Regions from separate parts of the Rattus norvegicus genome. Here region 1 is linked to region 2. Evidence: chromatin contacts called from public Hi-C data. All regions are on one chromosome and are shown on one strand. Each heading gives the region's core, a stretch centred on a gene start, on an enhancer-like site or on the middle of the called end of the contact. The rest is flanking DNA. Distances are from core to core; before and after follow the strand shown. Region 1 overlaps Tgfa (transforming growth factor alpha). Region 2 has its middle 54 kb from the start of Add2.

The links. A called contact is a pair of places that touch in the nucleus more often than the background predicts.
Region 1: a contact with region 2 is called in a Hi-C map of the A7r5 cell line, with 5 times the contacts expected there. The contact joins two enhancer-like sites. A contact is called at or near these places in 3 of 12 Hi-C or Micro-C datasets (the A7r5 cell line, hepatocytes and mammary epithelial cells) and 1 of 1 datasets of contacts at active chromatin or transcription factors (oligodendrocytes).

The regions. Positions count from the first base shown.
Region 1 is chr4:120,245,389-120,249,863 of GRCr8, forward strand. Tgfa (transforming growth factor alpha) reads left to right here. Exons shown (of 6, transcript NM_012671.2): 3 at 7-124. Among named protein-coding and RNA genes, the nearest start is that of Tgfa, 72 kb to the left of the region's middle. Within about 2 kb of position 2,678, at least 6 of the 93 cell types and tissues checked have an H3K27ac peak or open chromatin away from gene starts, as enhancers often do. A contact at or near this core is called in the A7r5 cell line, where this site is marked.
Region 2 is chr4:120,106,733-120,111,149 of GRCr8, forward strand. No RefSeq gene overlaps it. Among named protein-coding and RNA genes, the nearest start is that of Add2, 54 kb to the left of the region's middle. Within about 2 kb of position 1,664, at least 5 of the 93 cell types and tissues checked have an H3K27ac peak or open chromatin away from gene starts, as enhancers often do. A contact at or near this core is called in the A7r5 cell line, where this site is marked.

The DNA of each region.
Region 1 (4,475 bases), core at 1,428-3,927, 140 kb after region 2:
CAGCAGACTCACCCGTGGCGGCTGCAGTGGTGTCTCACTTCAACAAGTGCCCAGATTCCCACACTCAGTATTGTTTCCATGGGACCTGCAGGTTTTTGGTGCAGGAAGAGAAGCCAGCATGTGTGTAAGTATCCCCTAGACTTGGGGAGGCCAGGGGTGGCCAGGCACCCAATAAAAGAGTGCCTGCTTGCTTGCTTCTATGTGGCTGGCTCTCTATCTGAGACCCAGAGGGCTGGGCAACTGCCAACCAGATGTCCAGGGGGCAAGGAGTCCCAGGGTGCTGGAACTGGGATCTGTTTTTTAAACAGCAAACTGACTAGAGTTCAGTTTTCTACTTAGAGAATTCCTGGAGGAAAACATTGACCTGGGTACTTGAACCTCTATGATGAAGTTTCCATGCACCCCACATTCTGTATCCAGCCTGTGAAGTAGCTGGAAGGGTGTGCAAAGGGTCAGTGCTCACGTCACACCATGGTGGCTCCAACTCCCTGGTGGCTCACAAAGCCCTGTGCAGGCACCGAGCCTCCCTCACACATGACACACGAGCCAACAATAGGAGGTGGGGAGATGGCTCCGAGGGTAAGGCACTCGCCACATAAGCCTGATGACCTGATAGCCAGTGCAGTAGGGATCATGTCTGTAATCCTAGTGCACCTGTACCAGGAGATGGGGTCAGAGGCAGGAGACTTGTCAGAAGCTCAGTGTCCAGCTAGCCTGGTGTATGCAACAACGAACAAGGAAGTCCCGTCTCAAACAAGAGGTGAAGACCAACCCTTAAGGTCACCCTATGACCTCCACATGTGTGTCAAACGTGTGTGTCTGGGCACATACACTTGCATGCACACATGAACACACACTTGTGTGCACACACTTCCACACATAAATAAAAAAAGAGCCCGTGGTAATCGCAGAAAGATGTGCAGTCACAGGTGCCAAGGGCTGCTGCAGGTCAGAACCCGCAGCAGGTAGGAACCCACAGCAGGTAGGAACCCGCAGCAGGTAGGAACCCGCAGCAGGTAGGAACCCGCAGCAGGTAGGCAGAAGATCCAACCAGAGAGCAGGGTCCCCTGAAACGGAGCCTTTATCCTCTGGACAGTGGGAGCCATGTAAGTTCACAAAGAGATGTTTGCAGATGCTCATTGTTGTGACTGTGACAAGATGAACTTAAATGCTTCTGTCACAGAATTCACCTCAAGTCATCAAGAGCCCTGTTTCCAAGGATACTTTGGGCATTTTACTCTAGCAAGCGAACCGGAGAAAGGTCAGGACCAGGCGTACTGACTCTTCACAAGCCTCCTTTGGAGACAAGGGCTGAGAATAGGACACTCTGCCAACCTGGGAAAGCCAAGGCCATGGAAAACAGCAACCACCTTCTTCTCTCAGTTTCCCTCCTGTATCCTGGGGGCCTGGGGGCAGTATTTAGCCTATGGGCATGTTACTGTGCAGGTGACCCTAAGTCCTTGTGTACATCTTGGAGTTGGGCTTCACACTTCCCAACAGGTGCTCAGCTTCTCGTGACTCAACAGAAGACACAGTACTGCCCTGACTCCCCATGGGTGTACCTCCATACTACCCAGACAGGGCTGTCCTCTCCAGCTCTCTGGCTCCCACCTTCCCCCAGGATAGCCTGACACCAAAGCAGGATGCTGGTGTCCACCACCTACTGCCATCCCTGTTCGCTTACAGTCACCCACTAATTCCCTCTCACCATTCACATGACCCCTGAGTGTTGTCAGTGAGTGGCCCTTAATCCACAGAGGGCCCTTTTAGCATCAGAGACTGTGGGGGCTGCGAGGGCTAGGCCCTCTCCTCTGCACAACACTCTGGGGGCCCAGAGCCAGTCTCTCCAAACAAGGCACGTTGTCCTGACCTGGAGACCTGGTAAGGTTTGCTTCTCTACCCCTTCTGATGCATCAGCTCTGAGAGACAGGACCACACCTTACACCTTCTTTATATTTATAGTAACCAAAAGAATGTTCTAGCTACCAAATTCCCACCAGACCAGAAACTCCGAGTCTCTACAGGGAAAGCCAGAACATTCTGTCCCCGCTCTTAAGAACTTCCCGGCTTGGAGGAGCTGACACATGCAACATTCTGGTCAATAAAACTGACATACCTGAGGTAGGGCCCCATCTGTCAGGGACTCGTAAAGAAACCCTAGCAAGCTGAGAATGTGGTGCAGAGGCGGGCACTGCTTCTCAGCACACTCTCCAAGAAGAATTAGGTTCCCAGAAAACCTAAAGCAACATTTCATACTCTAAAACTAGGGGATAAAAAAATATACCACTCATCAGACAATCTCGAAAATTATCCTCAAATGTGCTTGTTTCAGACAAGCCCAAGACTGTTTGTCTGAACGCTGTAGAAATCTCCCTGGAGTCCAACGCCATGGCAGGAAGATATGTAGGAAACAGAAAACTATGGAGATGTAAGGTCAGGGGCCACCCTTGTACCTAGGTGGCATGGGCAGGTGTTGTGTCTGCTGACGGAAGGAGGCAGAATCCACTCAGGTGACCAGTGTGAGGAACCACAGGAGACTGTCTTGGATGTTCCTGGTGACTGAAGAGCCCGTCAGTGACCCCAGAGAAACACATATCTGTCACTCAAAGAAAACATTCCCCGATGGCCTGGCCAGGGAGCTGGCCACAATGCATGCCAGTGAGTCGGAATAGCCAGACACTAGAGAGAGCAGACCATGAGCAACATTCCGGCACAGGCAGGCAGGCAGCCCTACAGCCGCAGAGATCAGATCCAGATGGGGGATTTGCTCTTGGCATAGGAACCCCCACCGGCACCTCCATCAGCCTCTGAACACCAGTGGGGGAGCAAGGTGGTGTGACTTCAGACCAGCAGGGGCGTAGCATGACATTACCCCACGGCAGGACTGGAGAGAATTATGCCTTGGTTTTGTCTCTACCCAAAGCAGACAGCGAGGGTCTCTCTCGGGATCTGAGGGGTCAGACAGACCTGAGTTGAAATCCAATTGAGTGTCCCATACATGTGACCTGGACCCATTCAGCCTCAGCCATGGGAGCACAGAGAGTACTGCAAAGAGATTGCTGCTGTGCCTCTGGACACACACACCGATCCACATTCATTGATTTAATTAAGTAGGGTTTAGTTTTCAGGTCCACAACCAGAATTTTAAGCTCTGAACACTGGGAGGTGGCAGGGGTGTGAGTTCTGTGTCATCACTGAAAAACTCTAGGAGGTGTCCCAAGAGACCCTTCCCTCCGAGCTAAAGAGGAAGCCCTGGCCTCCCAGCCCCATGGGAAAGATAGTAGTATGGGGTGGATCCAGTTCTTTTCGTTATTTCAGAGGTGGGAATGGAACCCAGGGCTAAACGAGTGTTCTCTGCCTCTGAACCACACCCAGTTCTTGATTCAGGTGAGCTCAGCTCTCACTCCAGCGGTCCAGGAAGTCTGCTCCCAGCCTAGCCCCGTGGGATGATGCGTGTGACGCACAAGCTGATACAAAATGTGATCAGAGACAAGCTTCACTCAGGTGCTCGACCTCAGATCCTCACACTGTAAGGCAAGCCCTTTCCAATTGAGCCGCCTCCCAGCCCATCCCCCACTGTCTAATTCCATACCTAACAGAGACATAGCCTGCCTCTGTGCTGAGCACGGCTCGCCGGTGTGGACAAGGCTCCTTTAGCCTTCTTGAAGGTAAAGAGCAGTTACTGGCTCGAAGTTACATAGACAGGAAGTGAAGAAAGGGCTTTGAACATGGGCCAATTTGGCTACAGAGCCTGTGCCAAGCTGTGTACCTTTGAGCTCCTGCCCTGAGGATCTGACCTGAAATACAAAGTATCATTGAGTACAGAGATAATGCCCAGCCTTGGTTAGCATAGTGCGCACCAGGCACCATCTGGACAGAAGAGGAGTTTGGTGAATCTAAAGCACAGAAATCAATGTGCTTCATCTAAAGTGGGTTTGCAGAGGGTTTCTGCTTTCTGCTTTTCTTGGGTGTGTTGCTAGGTGTGAACCTGGGGCTTTGTGCATGCAAGGCAAGCACTGTCACTCTGAGCTCCGCCCTCAGTCCTGCAGGGCCTGAGAATGTTCCTTTGGGGTTTCTTTTTTTATTCAGTTTTTTTATTGTTTGTTTTTGTTAAAAAAACTGTTTTACAGTTTTATACATTTATGTAATGAATTTTAGTCACTTATGCATGCATGCATGCATACACACACATGCGCGCGCGCACGCGCACACACACACACACACACACACACACACACACACACACAGGTACATTTCTCTTTAATCTGCCTGACAGAGGTAGAGGTGGCATCAGAGTGAGGGTGTGGCTCATTTGTGGCCAGGTGAGGTGACACTCCTCCCTCCTTGTGTGACTTGTGCTTAAAATAATCGGCATAATTAAGTCTAATATTAGAAGATTGGGAATTAAGGAGAAGACAAGATGTCACTTCTTGCCTTTGTCCCATTCATGAGGAACTGCTGAGAAGCAGGGCATT
Region 2 (4,417 bases), core at 414-2,913:
TCAAAAAGATAGCATTTTAACCTAGGATGAACTATGGTGTTCCTCCTATGCTATCAAGGCTCCAGAAATCTTGACTGAGCCTGAGCAAGCACCAGTGACCAGGGAGAGGGGCCTATGGTGACATGGCCTGAGGGCTGGCCAGGAAGGTAGGACGGCTTCCAGGGACAGAAATTTTGTTGTTGTCCCCATACCACCTTACATTCTACTTCTGTGTGAGGGAACTCTCCGAGGGACTCCTGAAATCTGTGGCATTAGATGTTTTTACAAGTTCAGGAGCTCTGGCTAGCAGCCTGAAGGCCAAGCAGCTTCCCTCCTACCCCACAATGCCAAGCAGCTGGCTTGCAAAAATGGGAGCAGAGTCTTCCTGAGGCAGACGCAACCCTCATGCCACATCTTCAACATCTGGCACCTTACAGCACTATTTATTACTGTTTATGCCCATTTGTCTTTTTAAAAAATTCTATTTTATTCATGTGTGTTCATGGCACATGTGTGTCTGAGTGTGTGCTGGTGTGTGTGCCTGTACATTCCTGGAGGCTGGAAGAGACATCTGTGAGTTCCTAGGACATCGCCTGCCTGTCCCTGTGAGGCCTGGCTGGGCTCTCTAAACCTCAGCTAGGCTGGAAGCCAGTGAACCCCAGCTATCCTCTGGCTCTACTCAGAGCGGGGGTTCGGGCTTCTGGGGGATGCCTAGCTTGTTATGTAGGTGCTGGGATCTGAACCCCAATCTTCACGATTGCAGAGCAAGAGACCTTAACTGCTGAACTGTTTCTCCAGCCCTCACTTCTCCCATTTAAAAAAAAAAAAACTTACTGCACTTTCTTTACTTGGGGCAGGGAGCATGTGCCTCGGTATGTGTGGAGGTCAGAGAGGACAGCCTGCTGACTCTCTCCTTTCACCCTGTGGGTCCTGGAGATAAGACTCGGGTCGTTAGACGTGGAGGCAAAGCGCCTGTACCCACTGGGCCATCTTGCCAGCCTGACTTCTGTCATTTTTCACATAGTGAATTCAGAGTAAGGGTCCATCATAAGAACCACACAGACAGGGTTGAGGGTGGACCCATGACATTCCTGGTTTTAGGTCAGTGTTGGTTCTTAGGGAGCTGAGATGTCCTGCTAGGGTAACAAGCACAGTTCCTCCTTCCAGGGCAGGAAGATGTAATTAGTGTGTCTAGGAGAATCTAGATACTTGGATGAAAGGAGGCTCAGGCTGTCATTACAAGCCTTCCCCTTATCATGGCTTTTAAAGCCTATTTTGGTAAGACATGATGGTGGCTGCCTTCACCTTGGGGAGCCCCTTGTGCTTCCTGGTAGACTTTGGGGGGATGTCTCTGGGAGGAGGCCAGCTGTCTGAATACATTCTGGGAAGTTCTGGTGAGTCTAGACTCCTCCAAGACTTCCTTGATCAAATCTGTCTTAGGTGCCCTCTATTGCTTGTTCCTTGAGAATAAAGACTCCCAGGCAAGGTGACACCAGATAGCACACAGGGAGTGAACCATTGTTTTTGGAAGAACTGGTGTATCTTGTCACAACTGAGAAGAGAACTGAGAGCTGGGGTGGGGGTGGGGTGGAGGAGTGGGGGAGTTGGGGAGGGGAGTGGGGGAGGATGTCAAGACAAACTTCTCTCTCACAATTACAGGGCACAGTGAGTCACTAAGGAATGATTCACAATTATCCCAATGGCTTTCAAATACCCAGGGCCAAGGTGACCTCCTGCTCTTATCCCTAAAGCCTCTGGGCTCAAAAACAAACAAACAGAAAACCCAAAACAAACAAACAACAACCACAACAAGAAACCCCAGCACATTCCCGTCTAGAAGACCGTGTCATCCAAACACTGTCTCTTTCTTCTGTGGCAGGAAAGACATCCATGACTATGAGTGCCTATCTCTGAGTCACTGTGGGCTGGAGTGGGTCAGCAAGAGGAGGGGAGTCAGTCATTGGGTTTCAGGGAAAAGCTAGACCCAGCCTGATAGACAGAAACTGAGCACCCTGGGCCAACCGTAGCCCCCAACCTTCTAGTCATGGTGAGAGCTCTGGGGTACGAAGGAAGCTGAGGTGTGAGAAGAGCTTCACAAACACAAGGTCTTCTCAGGTGATGAGTGTGGCTACCCAGAATGCACTCTGACTCTTTCAGCGGCAGGGTGGGTGTGGCTACCCAGAATGCACTCTGACTCTTTCAGCGGCAGGGTGGGTGTGGCTACCCAGAATGCACTCTGACTCTTTCAGCGGCAGGGTGGGTGTAGCTACACAGAAGGGCACTACGACTCTGTGTTCTCAAAGGTGATGAACACTGCCACCCAAAATGCCCTTGTCTGTGCCTTTTCTTTTCTTCTTTTTTTTTTTTTTTGGTTCTTTTTTTCGGAGCTGGGGACCGAACCCAGGGCCTTGCGCTTCCTAGGTAAGCGCTCTAACCACTGAGCTAAATCCCCAGCCCCGTCTGTGCCTTTTCAACAGTGGGATGTAGACTGACACCCAGAATTCTCAGCAATGTATCTGTTCTTATGCCAATTTTAAAATTCCATCTCCATTCACTATGTATCATTTATTCCATTCATTTGACTCTCAATGAAATCTGTGTTTTAAGGCTATTTTTTTAGTTTCATGTATATGTGTGAGTGCCCTCGCGCACACACACACACACCCCTCCATACACTGTGCAAGTGCTAGCTTCCATTTTGGAGTCCCCCGAGTGACACAGATGAAATAAAGCGGGACCCTCTCCCTCTCATCCATCCATGTGTGGATGGTTCTAAGGGCACGGGAACAATGTGTACATCCAGTTAATAGCTGTAGGATGCATCCTGTGCCGGGGTTGGAGTAGGAATCCCCTCTCAGGGAGGGGGTCTTCATATCTCAAAGGCAAGATGGATATAGCCGGAAGCCTGGGCTAACTGGTCTCTGTCTGGCCTCCCAGAGCAGATTTCAAGACCACCTTTGGACTGAGAGCCAGACTTCAAAGTCTACAGGTATCTTACAAAGTCAAAAAAGAAATCCTTCCTGCTTTCTGTTTCTTTGTATTGCATTTCCCAGAAGATTTCTTCCAATGTAGTTTCAATGTAATGAACAATTACAACGGTTGGGTGTCTTGAGTGTTCCCCAGAGGCCCATGCAGAATAGCCCATGGTGCCATTGCACAGTGGTAGCACCTCTAAGTGGGGGCTCATTAGAGAAAGTTACATCATTGGGGCGTGTTGTTGACAGAGATACTGGTACCCAGGCCATCCTCTTCCTGTCTCTGCTTTGGACCATCGTGAAGTAAATACCTTGTCCTTTGCTGCCCTGCACTCTCACCATGATGTACTGTGACACCAACCATCCGAAGCAACGTGGACGAGCAAACATGACTCGGAAGCTGACACAGGAAGCTTCTTCCCTTAAGTTCATTATCTTGGGTGTTTTGTCAATACAGCAGAAAGCTGACTAATGCCATTGACCTTTAAGACGTCGTCTAACTTGCATTTAAATGCTTTCTACTTGCTTATCATTTGTTTGCCCCAATGTTTAGCTAGTACAGGTCATATATATACTAGTATACAATATAATGGCATGCTTTAATACCTCTATAGAAAACTAGAGGCTAGCTTATGAAGAGTTGCCTGTGTTTTCTGAGCCATACATTGGGCCAAGGTCATCATAAAAGGCAGCACAGCCTCAGAAGTAGATACTAAACACCCTCTCCTTAGAGGAAATTAATCTTTTAATCCTTTCTATAATTTTTGTTTTATTGGGGCACATTGTTTCAAACATCAAATTGATTTGATAGAATAAAATACTGCTTTCTTCCCACCTCTCCCAACTCTGCATGTACCTGGTCCTAGTGATTGCCACTGTGAACTGTTGTCTTCATGAGACTACACATCTCTGTGTTTCTAGCTTGTGTGTTGTACTTGAGCCACACAGACTTCCTGTGGTGGTAGATGAGAATCTGTCTCTCTTCCACCACTTTCCTGTCCCCTCCCCTCCATATAATTATTATAGTCCTAGGCCAAATCAGTTTATGTTGTCATGCCTGGACAAATATTACTCAGAACCAAGCCTTGCCAAATGGTGAGGTTTCCTTCTTTACCTTTTGTTTTTATCTATAGTTAATAATTGCCTTCTTTTTATTGACTTTTTTTTGTACTTATTTTTACCTTCTAGAAGTTACTCAGGATGATTTTCTGTAAAAACAAAACAAAACAAAAAACACTATAAGAAACATGAACCTTTCCTCTTTATAATCTCCCCCAGGTATTTCGCTATAGTGTTTGAAAGCTGATTGACACAACCTGTGGGTCTCTACTGTTGCTACTGAAAAACCCAAAGCAAATCAAATTCATCTTTTTTTATCCAATATGCTTTCTCTCTGAAATTGTCCTGTTGCCCTCACAGTTCTGAAAATGTATAATAGGGTACTTTCATCAATTTAATCAATT